2 separate regions of the Ovis aries genome follow, and region 1 is linked to region 2. A link is a contact called in public Hi-C data. All regions are on one chromosome and are shown on one strand. The core of a region is the stretch at or near the end of the contact, and the rest is flanking DNA. Distances in the headings are between cores, read along the strand shown. Region 1 overlaps LOC132659191 (a long non-coding RNA gene). Region 2 overlaps NEMP2 (nuclear envelope integral membrane protein 2).

The links. A called contact is a pair of places that touch in the nucleus more often than the background predicts.
Region 1: a contact with region 2 is called in a Hi-C map of hypothalamus, with 7 times the contacts expected there. The contact joins two enhancer-like sites. A contact is called at or near these places in 9 of 16 Hi-C or Micro-C datasets (blood, hypothalamus, liver and 5 more).

What each region holds. Positions count from the first base shown.
Region 1 is chr2:118,933,228-118,938,726 of ARS-UI_Ramb_v3.0, forward strand. LOC132659191 (a long non-coding RNA gene) reads left to right here. Exons shown (of 2, transcript XR_009599267.1): 2 at 3,988-4,231. INPP1 (inositol polyphosphate-1-phosphatase) reads right to left here. Exons shown (of 7, transcript XM_027964711.3): 7 at 4,755-5,489. The coding sequence ends at 4,928. Among named protein-coding and RNA genes, the nearest start is that of INPP1, 31 kb to the right of the region's middle. Within about 2 kb of position 1,649, at least 4 of the 54 cell types and tissues checked have an H3K27ac peak or open chromatin away from gene starts, as enhancers often do.
Region 2 is chr2:118,804,337-118,810,364 of ARS-UI_Ramb_v3.0, forward strand. NEMP2 (nuclear envelope integral membrane protein 2) reads left to right here. Exons shown (of 12, transcript XM_042243616.2): 10 at 2,518-2,694; 11 at 3,373-6,028. The coding sequence ends at 3,514. Among named protein-coding and RNA genes, the nearest start is that of NEMP2, 23 kb to the left of the region's middle. Within about 2 kb of position 1,570, at least 3 of the 54 cell types and tissues checked have an H3K27ac peak or open chromatin away from gene starts, as enhancers often do.

The DNA.
Region 1 (5,499 bases), core at 399-2,898, 130 kb after region 2:
AGCTCTTAATCCTATACGATAATGGCTCGCTAAGCGTCAGGAACATTGAAAATACAGCCTAGAAAAGAAAAATCATATTTGAAATTACACACATTTTATTACATAGCAGTGACAATGTTGGCTAGGCTGATTATCAAATAGAAATTATAAGCATATAAACCTTTTAAGAATGATGTCAGTGCTAAACACAGCTACTTCCCCTGGACCCATTTCAAAGATCCATCTGTGTACAGACCAGCTTTTCCTTGAGTTCCCTGCCACTCTGAGGGGACAGTCACAGTCCCTTAGGCTTGCTTTATGGATATGTGTTACAATCCAAGGACCAAGCCAGGAACAATGAAAGGTGTTAACTGTGGATGTGAAAGGTTATGACTTTCTGTTTCTACTCTTCCTTTGCATTTAGCACTTACAGAAAAAATAAAACAGAACTGCGGTACAAGAAGGAAGCTGTCAGAAACTTTTGTCTGCGTTTTCCTACTTTTCGGAATGTGCGTTTGACCTTTTCTGCCGTGGAGTGGGCAGGGCTGCTTCTTCGCTGAGTGTGCGGTGCATGCTCAGTTGCTCAGTCATGTCCAACTCTTTTACGACCCAATGGATTGTAGCCCGCCAGGCTCCTCTGTCCATGGGATTTCCCAGGCAAGAATACTGGAGTGAGTTGCTATTTCCTTCTGCAGGGGATCTTCCCAACCCATATCTCTTAGGTCTCCTGCGTTGGCAGGCGGGTTCTTTACCGCTGCACCACTGGGGAAGCCTGAATAATTAGTGTGTGTGTGTGTTAGTCGCTCAGTTGTGTCCAACTCTTTGTGACCCCGTGCACTGTAGCCCTCTGCAGGCTCCTCTGTCCATGGGGTTCTCCAGGCAAGAATACTGGAGTGGGTTGCCATTTCCTTCGCAGGGGATCTTCCTGACTAGGGATCAAGCCCATGTCTCCTGCATCTCCTAAATTAGCAGGTGAATTCTTTACCACTTGAGCCACCTGGTAAGTCCCTATTTCTGTGTGCTAGCTGTGTTTAAGGCTGGTTACAGCTACATGTTCTGGGCCATGCAAGCAGGACAAGGAATTATGAGCAGCTGCTATGGACTAGGCTAAGCAGACTCCTTCAGGGGATGGCTAAGCAACGAACTGAAAGCGGAGACTTGACAGTTTATCTGCCTGCTGAGCACTCAACAGAGGCAAAAGGTGAGTCTGAAAAGAGGGGGCAGTAAGCCCCTAGGCAAATTGCCAGGATCAAGAGTCCCAGAGATTTCTCACAAGTCTCAAGACACCAATAACTGTTTTTATGTGTCTTATATTCTCATCTGTGCCTTTTTAATAGGCAGGAAGTTCCCTTTATCATCTTGGTTGTTGCTGTTATTTAGATGCTAAGTTGTGTCCAACTCTTTGCAACCCCATGGACTATAGTCCACCAGGATCCTCTGCCCATGGAAATTCCCAGGCAAGAATACTGGAGTGGGATGCCATTTCCTTCTCCAGGGGATCTTCCTGACCCAAGGATTTAACCCACGTCTCCTGCATTGGCTGGTACATTCTTTAACGCTGAGCCACCAGGGAAGCCTTACCATCTCGACAAATGTATTTATGCACTCTTCATTCTTTGGGGGATGAAGTGGCTAAGTACGTCAGAAGTAGATGAGTGTAGCTAAGGGTTGAAAACATCTGCTCTTAAATGTCACGAGACCTTAGTGAATAGAACAAAGGATGTGTGATCAGAGGTCAGATGAAGACAGAAGCCTGGATGACTCATTTGGCCCGGGTGATCGAGATTGCTAGATGTCCTCTAATGCCCGGCTCCTAACTCCCAGGGTGATAAAAAGCCTGGTTTTCAGTTGAGCACATGGTTACTCCAAATGGAGACTTTCTACGTGCAGTCACGTGGCTAGGTTCTGGTCAGTGATGTGAAAAACTGCCCTTCCCTTCTTTGTCTTCTCCTCTGTCTTGCTGCCTAAAATGCAGAATCTGTTGTCTTAGACCTGAGAAGGGTCATGGTCTGGGGTTGGGAGAGCAGTGAGATGGAAGGAGTGTGACTCCCTGAGGACTTTGGGGTGGAGCCTCCTTTCAGCTCTGGACTGCTCACCAAATACTTTTGATCTTATTTAAGCCATTGTTATTTAGGCATTTTGCCACTCACAGTTAAACCTAATGCTACTGATGCAAAGTATTACTGCAAACTTATCCTGGCTGCACTTCTTCTAGACAGACGGGCTAACTTATAGGACTTTATACTCAGACTCAAAGATCTGCTTTTTCATACTCCCATCATTATAACACAGCCAAAAGCCCTTTATACAATATGTATCCTTTGGCATGTCAAAATCTCATGCAGAGAGCCTATAACTAGGGGCTTAGAAGTCAGAGCAAAAAATTAGCAATACACAAAGTGCATTAGAAGAGTTGACTCATTGGAAAAGACTTGATGCTGGGAGGGATTGGGAGCAGGAGGAAAAGGGGACGACAGAGGATGAGATGGCTGGATGGCATCACTGACTCGATGGACTTGAGTCTGAGAGAACTCCGGAAGTTGGTGATGGACAGGGAGGCCTGGCGTGCTTCAATTCATGGGGTCGCAAAGAGTTGGACACGACTGAGCAACTGAACTGAACTGAACCTTTAGAACCCTACTCAACATGGCTGCCAGCCCTCAGGAGCAGTTGAATTGAGACTGGCATGATGGTTAAGTGGAAGCATGTGGCTAGTGTAGAGAGTGACAGGTATATTTGGAAGGTTGAGCCAAGAGGATCTCCTGAGTGACTGGATATGGTCTGTAGGAGCAAGAGAGGAACCAACACTGACCTGGCTTCCCAGGGACTGCTCTTATTGATGTGCAGGGGGCTCTCTTTTTATCATCCTCTATTTAAGCAACCTAGCAGATTCATCTGTCTGCCAGCCTCCTGCAAAACCACGCTGGCTGATGCACAAGACACTCGATCTTGGCAACCAACAGGCTACTCTTTGGAGCACCCCTCCATCACAACCCCCAACTCCACTCCCATCAACTGAGTTGTATGTTTGCTTAGACTGACTGACTTCATTCAAAAATCATATTTCCATGGTATCTTTAATAACAGATTAAGTATAATGTAAAATGAATTTGAAAACAAAGAATTTAAGGCTTTGAAAGTATTGATATAAATGAGTCTTAAGAATTTACTGAGTATGAGACAATTGTAAAGATAGAGGGGAAAAAAATGAAAATCCAGAATGATTATGTTGTCAGACTACATGGCAAATATTTTTTAACTTCTTCCTCTAAAGAAATCAGAGCCTGAGAATTCCCTGGTGGAACAGTGATTAGGAATCGGTACTTTCACTGCCAGGTCAGGTTTGGTCCCTGGTGGGGGAACCAAGATCTGGTAAGTCACACTGCACAGCCAAAAAGAAAGAAATCAGACCTACAGATCACCTTCCCACAGGTGTGGTTAATGCTAGACCAGCACGCACATGCTCAAGGAAGGGCCTTAGCTTTCTGGCAAAGGTTGACAACGGATATGTGCAACGGATGTTTACAGAATATATTGGATTCTCTGTTCTATCCAGTTTTCCCCCCAGTAAGCTGGCACAGTGATAGATCACATAAATAAATAGATCACATTGAAGATGACTGTTTTCACTGCATTGTTATTGATAATTTACATATTCTGAAAATGTTTATGTGCAAAACATGCTTTTTCTTGAACTATATTCTATTTTTCCATTCTGATGAATATCAGGCAGCACTAGTTTCTGGGGTTTGGTTTCTAATGTGTCTTGTGAAGAATGAACTCACTTTGACTTAAAAATCAACCTTTATAATTAGAATATATAGCTCGAGGACCCATGAGCAATCACAAAGCATGCACAGACTTTAAAAACTATGTAACTTTTTCACTAAATAAGTCGTTTAATCTGCTGTGTGCAACGAGATACCTTTAAATAGCCTCCAATTAAAATAAATAAATTAAAAAAATAAACTAAAAGTTTGACTTACCATGATTCCTTTGTAATTGCAGAAAACCAGAGGATGCTGCAGAAAATCTTTTGGCCTCAAGAGGGCGTAGGGCAGAAAGGAGATGGCTGAGAGTTTGGTCTCTGCAGATGGTGGAACCATCATCTCCTCAACCAGGGCTGCTAAAGAGATAGGAAAAAGAGGTCTCACCCACCTCAGAGGACATTCAACATGGGATTCTAGTAGACCAACGACTGTATATATTTAACTCTGGTTTTTGAAGTGTAATAAACACCATGCAAAAACTACTATCCTCTCCTGTCTTACCGACAGAAGTAAGAGTTATGTTAGGTGAGAGTATTAGAGGGCACTAGAGACATAATTAGTGGCAGAATCAGAGAGTTAGAATGAGAGAATAAGAATATAAATTTGAGAGAGTTTCAGAACGTGTGTATGAGTGTGGATGTGTCTGAGTGTGAGAGTACATGAGTAGGATGGAGCCATCGGGGCTCCGGGCTTTAATTCTTGTAAGAAACACAGCGTCACTGAAAGCACATGAACATGGCCAAATTACGCTTCAAATTCATAGTTCTAAATGTTCTGCCAAAGGCTATATCTGAAGATTTTTGTTCCAGACAGGAAACAAAACTAAGCACAACCCCCTTTGCTCTCCCTAATATTTCAGTGACATTAACTTATCACCTCTAAACTCATGTTCTAAAGAGCTTTATTAACTGAGCAGGAATTTTTCCTGTCTTCAATATTTTACTGAAGCGTTTCAAGCAGCAATAATCACACAAAATCCTCTATAAAGAATCTCACACATTTAACTGCTGCATGAATATCATTCATTTATTAGCATTATGAACACATAATGGAAAAATGCTCCCCCAAAGAGGAAGGTGAATGTTGACTGTCAATAGGACAAAGCTGTCTTCAAAAGACAAGAGATGTGGAAACCAGGTTCACAGTCGGGCTGTGGAGCCCATGAGGACGGAGCTCATCTACGTATGTGCAGCCACAGGGGCCAGGTGCTGGAGGAGGCAGCTCAAGAATGTCTCCAGCTGCTTCTCTGATCTGTACGCGATGAGTCCTCCCTTGTTAGCCCACTGATCCACTCCAGCAGCGCCTTCGTTTCCCACGTGATACACCAACTGTGGCAAGCCAAGCCCCGAGTCAGGATTTCTTTCCAGGCATTCTTTTAGATCCACCATCCCCCCACCCATGGCCCTGAGGATGGCGTGGGCAGCACAGGAGTCCCACTTGAACGTGGTGTCTTCTGAGAAGATGTAAATGTCGACGAGGCCGAGGACCACACAGAGGCTCTTGTAACCAGCCCCAGCTGCCGGGAAGATGCGCTCTCCACACACACGTGACAATGCGCCCTTGATGGTCTCCTTTTCACTGGTACTAATGACAGCTGAGAATGGGTGGGAGCCTTCAGAACTGGGGTTTTGGGTCACACGGCTCTGCGTTTCACTGTTGTTTCTTGCAGAGATGGGAGGCAGAAGGGAATGGATATTGGTCCCCAAGTAAGAAAGGCCCCAGTAGCACTGTCCTTTCCACCTACGGAAGA
Region 2 (6,028 bases), core at 320-2,819:
CAGAGCAGGCGAGTGAGGTGGGTGTCCACCAGGATGTGGAGGCTTCGCAGGCAGTGCTGGAGAATCGAATCTGATCCTGTACGTGGTGGAGGCACTGTCCTTTCTGCATTTCAGGTAATGCACTCCGACTGCTGCCCGGACAGGAGTTAGAAATCAAATGCTTGGGGCCCCAGGAGGTACTGAGTGAAGGATTCTGAGCAGAGGAAAGGCAGTGTGAGGATTGTGCCAAGTTCTGCAACACGGCCCCAGAGAAACGGGGTCGGTTACCACTCAGCTGGAGCTGATGATTGCCATTTGGGAATATGGGCCTTGCCAGATCGCCTCGTTTTCTAGTAAAGCTGGGAACATGGATCGAATGTCAAGTCTTAGGATTTTTAAATGGTGGCAACTAACTAATATGAAAATAAAAACACAGTCAACAAGCCAGAATCCAAGCAGAAGCCAGTTACTCATTGGGCGGTGAGATGGGGCCCGTCTGTCTTTGGGTGCAGAGGGTGGAGGTTAAGGGCAGGTTTGGGGGCGGGAGACCAGTCATCAGACGTCACAGTGGTCCAGGCAAGAGGTGAGCAGGGCCTGGAGCAGGGCATTGAGAGCAAGGCTAGAAGAGGGAGGGAGTGAATGTTCACGAGGTAAACTTGACTGTGAGGAGGAGATTCTGTGACAGCTGATAGTTTATGGATCTGCTGACTCCACGGGTGGTGACGTCACAGGGTTAAAGAGGCACCAGAGGCAGGGCAGGGCCTCTCTGCAGAGGATGCTGGCAAGGCTGCTGCCAGCTGCTTCTCTCTGCCCTGTCTCGGAGGCAGACGGTGGCTGGGGCTCTCAGAGATCCCTCTGCCAGGAGGGGACCGGCCACTGCACACCCTTGAGGCCTCGCATCCCTTGTCTGGCTTGTGGCCTGAGGGGCCCAGGTGAATGCCTTCCACTTTCCTTGTCAACGTCCGCTACCCTGCCGAGAGCCGAGTGTGTTCTCTTACCTGCGCGGTGATGCTCTTACGCGTTTGCTGTGCGTTCTCTTAACACAGAACTAACAATCGAAATGTACTGTAACTTCCTCAGCTTTTCATACTGCTGGTGAGTAATTATGTGAAGGATTAGGAAATAAAATAGGAACTCACAGGGTAAACAGTAAGCCAAAGAAATAATGCTTTGAATGTGTAGTACTTTCTAGTTTACAAAGAGCTGTTGGAATACATTTTGATAATATATGGTTAGTTATTATTTTATCTCTGTTGAACCTTACTGTAGGCTGTTCACTGTGCTAAGCATTTGATACAAAGTAATATTTTTCATCTGTCCAGTGACCTGAGGTAGACCACGTTGCTTTAACTTTTTTTTCCATGTGAGCAAAGTGAGGCTCAGAACTGTGAAGGAGCTGCCCAGCTCACACAGTGGGTAAACTTCACAGCTGAAACCGTGTCCCCATCTTGTGCTCCGAGCTCGGGCATTTTCCTCCATGGAGACCAGGCTAGGTGTTCAGAAAAGGAGGAAGAAATAATGTCAGTGGTTCCCTAATCCAGGTTATCCACCACCAGACGAGCTGTAAAAGTTTAAAGATTTTCAGGCCCCACACCTCGAGAAAACAAACAGGCGTTAAAACGCCTCCTGGTGACTGTGTTGCTCATTTGTATTTGGGAATCTTTGGTTAAATTTTAAACCACCTAAAACATTTTTTTTAAACTCACTGATAAATACACGTGTTAAAACCTCTTCATTATTACCATTCTTTATGGGATTCTTCTCTTTAGGACTGTTTTGGTTGGAAAAAAGTTCCAATCGTGAGCCCCCTCCATATGTAGCAAGAGAATAATGATTTTAATATTATGAATTACTGTGTGTACACGACCCTTGTACTCAGGGGAAGTGTGTTTGCTTCCTCTGAGGTTAGTCAGCTTCTGCACCACTAGATGGAGGCCACACCCCACAGATCTTCCCAGCTTCTCTGTTTAGACTCAGTGGCGAGTGATTCTGCTGGGTCTCCATAAAAGGTCATCTCAAAGGTTTGCTGCTGGTATTGGTGCCCAAGAAAATCAGCACGGCAGGCAAAAAGAAGCCAGGTTTTTAATTGCCTGATTTGAAATCACCGAGGAAGAAAAATACAATTATGTCTCTATCAGAAATTGATGCTCAGGACTTCTTGGTGATCCAGTTGTCTAAGGCTTTGCACTGCCAATGCAGGAGGCCCAGGCTCAGTCCCTGGTTGGGGAGCTAGATCCCATGTGCCACAGCTAAGTAAGACCCCATGGGCTGCCATGACGATGCCACAGCCAAAAAAAAAAGGATCCTCAGTGCCTTAGAACATTATTTCAGCTGGTCCAGGAAGAGGGGGAATGTGCAGTTACAAATTACACGTTCTGTAAACCTCAATTGGGATAACAAGAGAAATAAGTAGAGTATGATGTAGAGGGAAGTTAAGAATTATTACTTTCTAAGAAATGTATTTTTATAAATCTTAAGAGTTGAATTGAGCAACCAGATATGGCCAGGAATCTAGCAACCAAATGCTGCCTGTTTTAGGAAAATGAAGAAATGGTTCACATCAGAGAAGCTGGCGGTGAAGCTTCTTACTGAAGACCAGTACAGGGAGCAAGCTGATGCCGCCACAATCTGCGCCCTGGAGGAGCTCCGCCAGGCCTGCCGCAGCCCCGGCTTCCCATCCTGGCTGGCGGTCTCCAGGCTCCAGGAGCCGAAAAAGTGAGCCTTGCCCCGCTGCCCACACCACGGCTGGGTTGGTGTTACCCCGGAAATAACACGACAGTTTGGATCAGGTGCTTAAGGCTAGAAACACAGCTTCCCGGGTAACATGACACGGAAGCTGTCGAGCTTCTTTTGCTTCAGTGTTCTGCATTGCACCTTAGAACTGTCAGGGTCGGAGAAAATGTTGATCTGATGTATTATATAGGGAAGGCCATAAAGACCACTCATAGGAGAAGGGAGGCAGAATGGGATGCGTCCTCTGCTTCTCATGCTTTAGGGGTGGAAACTCATTGATAAAGTTCACCAAGAAAGAAATCTCTGCCCCAGCCTCTGAAGCTTTATCCAAACAGCAGTGCCCTCAAATTAAAAACTGAAGGGGGAAGGACACTAAAGTAGTGAATCAATAATACATTGAATGAGAGAGAAAAGGAATTAGAAAACAGGAGTGGGCCTGTTTAGCAGCGCCTGGTGCTTCCAAGTCGGCCTGCTTCCTGGTCCTTCCCTGAGCGTCTGGAGGAGCACACAGCCTTCTTGTTTTCACACCCACTGTGCAAATGCCAGCCTCTACTGATGCAAAGCCAGATTTAATTAAGGGGGATAAGCAGCCAGGGAACATGATATCTTCCAAACAAAGCTTTCTGTGATAACATTAACTTTATTTGAAATAAATACTAGGTTTGCGGACTTTGTTCTGGGAGGAAGCCACTTGTCGCCCGAAGAAGTGAGGCTCCATGAGGAACAATATGGCCTTGGGGGCGCCTTCTTGGAAGAGCAGCTCTTTAACCTGAGGACTCCTGACAGTCTGCCTGCACAGTGACTTCATCCTGGACAAGGAAGTGGGCATGCGCAGGGATGCAGAGCTGTTCCAAGGAGCAGTGGCCAAAGCATTCGCCACAGAGAAACATCAAACCATACTGGAAAGGAAATCTAAACTTTATTGAAGATAACTGATCCTTCTTGGTCAGTTCTGTGTATTGTCCTGTAGGTGGCCACTGAGATCGTGTGACGGTCATGATCGCTTTGCTTGAATGAAGACTCTCGTTAGGAACAAGGGAATCGTGTTGATCTTCAAAGGTCCAAGTAATGTGAATAAGTTCCTTGTCAACTCCAAGGCACTAAGGTGTCTCTTAAACCCCATAACCTGCAACAAAATAGTGCGTTGCTCTTCCTGTGTGTTACCAATGTAAGGGCTGGAAGAGACCTGGGGTATCTTGGACCAATGTTTTCCAAAGTGTAGTCCACAGGATGCTACCGTGTTAGCCGGTAAGGGATCCTGAGGTCAACCAAGATGGATACATGATTAGACAAACATACTGCAGGACTTATCAGAGCCTTTAGTAATGCTAATGCCTGTTGTGTGAACCTCCTGAAGAGGAGAAATGGTGTGTAGCAGTCTCTGACTTAATTTGAAAACAGAACCCTTCTTTATGACATTAATATTCCTTGAATGTTTAGAAAATGCTGATGGTGGAGGAATGGAGACTTGGAAAAGTTAAATAACTTATCCAAGACCACAGAGATTTTTAGAGGCAGCTCTGGGACTAGAATTCCAGCCCTGCTTTTTCCTATGATTCAGGTAGAAGAGACTTCTAGAAGCAAGCTGAGGGGCCGTCTCTCCACAGCCTTGGGTCTTACAATAGTGCTGACGTATTTTTTTACTTTTTAATAATACCCAAGTAACTGATAGCTTCAATAAAGAGAAACATTTCCTAAGGTTATATTTTAAAGTTTTGACAGGACTTTTATATACATATATTAAAGATTAGAAGTTAGAATTACTTTTCTAAATTTTTTGTGTGTTGAAATTGTTGAACTACTTTTTGTATTTCTTTGTATGTTGAAATTTAACCTAAAGTTTACTGGCCTATTTTTAAAAATTGTGTAATTATATATAACAATTTCCTATGAAACAGATGTGTGTTCTTCCTTATAGAGAACAAATCTTTTTCTTGATTCATCATATTAATTCTGGAGTGAAGTGAGGGACTGATTGTGAGCTTTGACCCTGAGGAACAGAGGCCAAAACATAGGTCTGAGGAAAGGTCTGGACGTGGCACGACGACCCAAGGGTTCAGATGATGTTGAGCTGACTCTCTTTAGGAATCAAGTATGGACTCTCTTGCTGTGGGGGGCCACGAGGAGCAGCAGCATAAAGAACAAGACATCCCCGTCTCTCATCTGCGTTGAGTGAAGGGATCTGCCCTTCGCAGGTGGTTGGCATGGGTTCTGTGCCTCATGCCACCGTGGGCGTGTAGCTGGGGAGCACCAGGGAACCTTTGCTGTGTTCTGCTTCCACAGGCTGCCTCGTGAAAGCTCACTGTTGCTAGCAAATTGGACTGTTTGACACCAACATATGTGGGTGAGATGTAGTGTAGGTGGCCATGTTTGAATAATCATATCATTCTGTATAATTTTTTAAAGGTTTTAAAACATATATCACAAAAATTGCTTTGTGAACTAATAATACTCAGGGCTGGATTACAAAGGAGTGTCCATCTGACATTTAGGACAGTATTTGAATTCATGACTTTTTTTTTTTTTTAATCTAGAAATGTAAGAAATTTTAGATTTTAAGAGGTTTGGAATATTTGATATCTAAACATGTGAAACAGTTAAGACCCCCAGAATAGCATCAAGAAAAGACAAAGGATCTTACATTTTCCTGTGTGTGATTATTATTCCAGAGTTAAGAGAAGTACAGTGTTTAAATCACTTTTTTTTTTTTTTTTTGGTCCAACTGAGAGAAGGATCCTATGCAAAAATAACAGAATGGATGTAGAATTTTGGAGACACTTGCAGTGAGACAGGTATTTTTAGCTGACCCTAAGAGCCAGATGCTTTCTGTATTTTTTTATTTTCTCTTTTACATATTTTTAATAACTTTTATTGAGATATAATTTATATACCATATAGTTCATGTATTTAGAGTGTATAGTTCATGATTCTTAATATCTTCAGAGTTGTAAAACCATTGCCATAATCAATTTTAGAACATTTCCGTCACTCTGAAAAAAACCACTGTGCCCGTCAGCAGCCACTCACTGCTTGGCCCCCGCCTCCTTTCCCTGAGCCACAGCACCTAGAGGTCTGCTTTCCGCCTCTATACGTGCGTATTCTGAACGTTTCATATCAGTGCATGCATGCGCGCTCTGTAGCTTCAGTCAAAAGCCTCATACAGTTTGTAGCCTTTGGTTTCTGGCATTTTTCATTTAGTATAATATTTTTTTTAACTTATTTTTTAATTGAAGGACAATTGCTTTACAGAATTTTGCTGTTTTCTGTCAAACCTCAACATAAATCAGCCATCAGTTCAGTTCAGTCACTCAGTCGT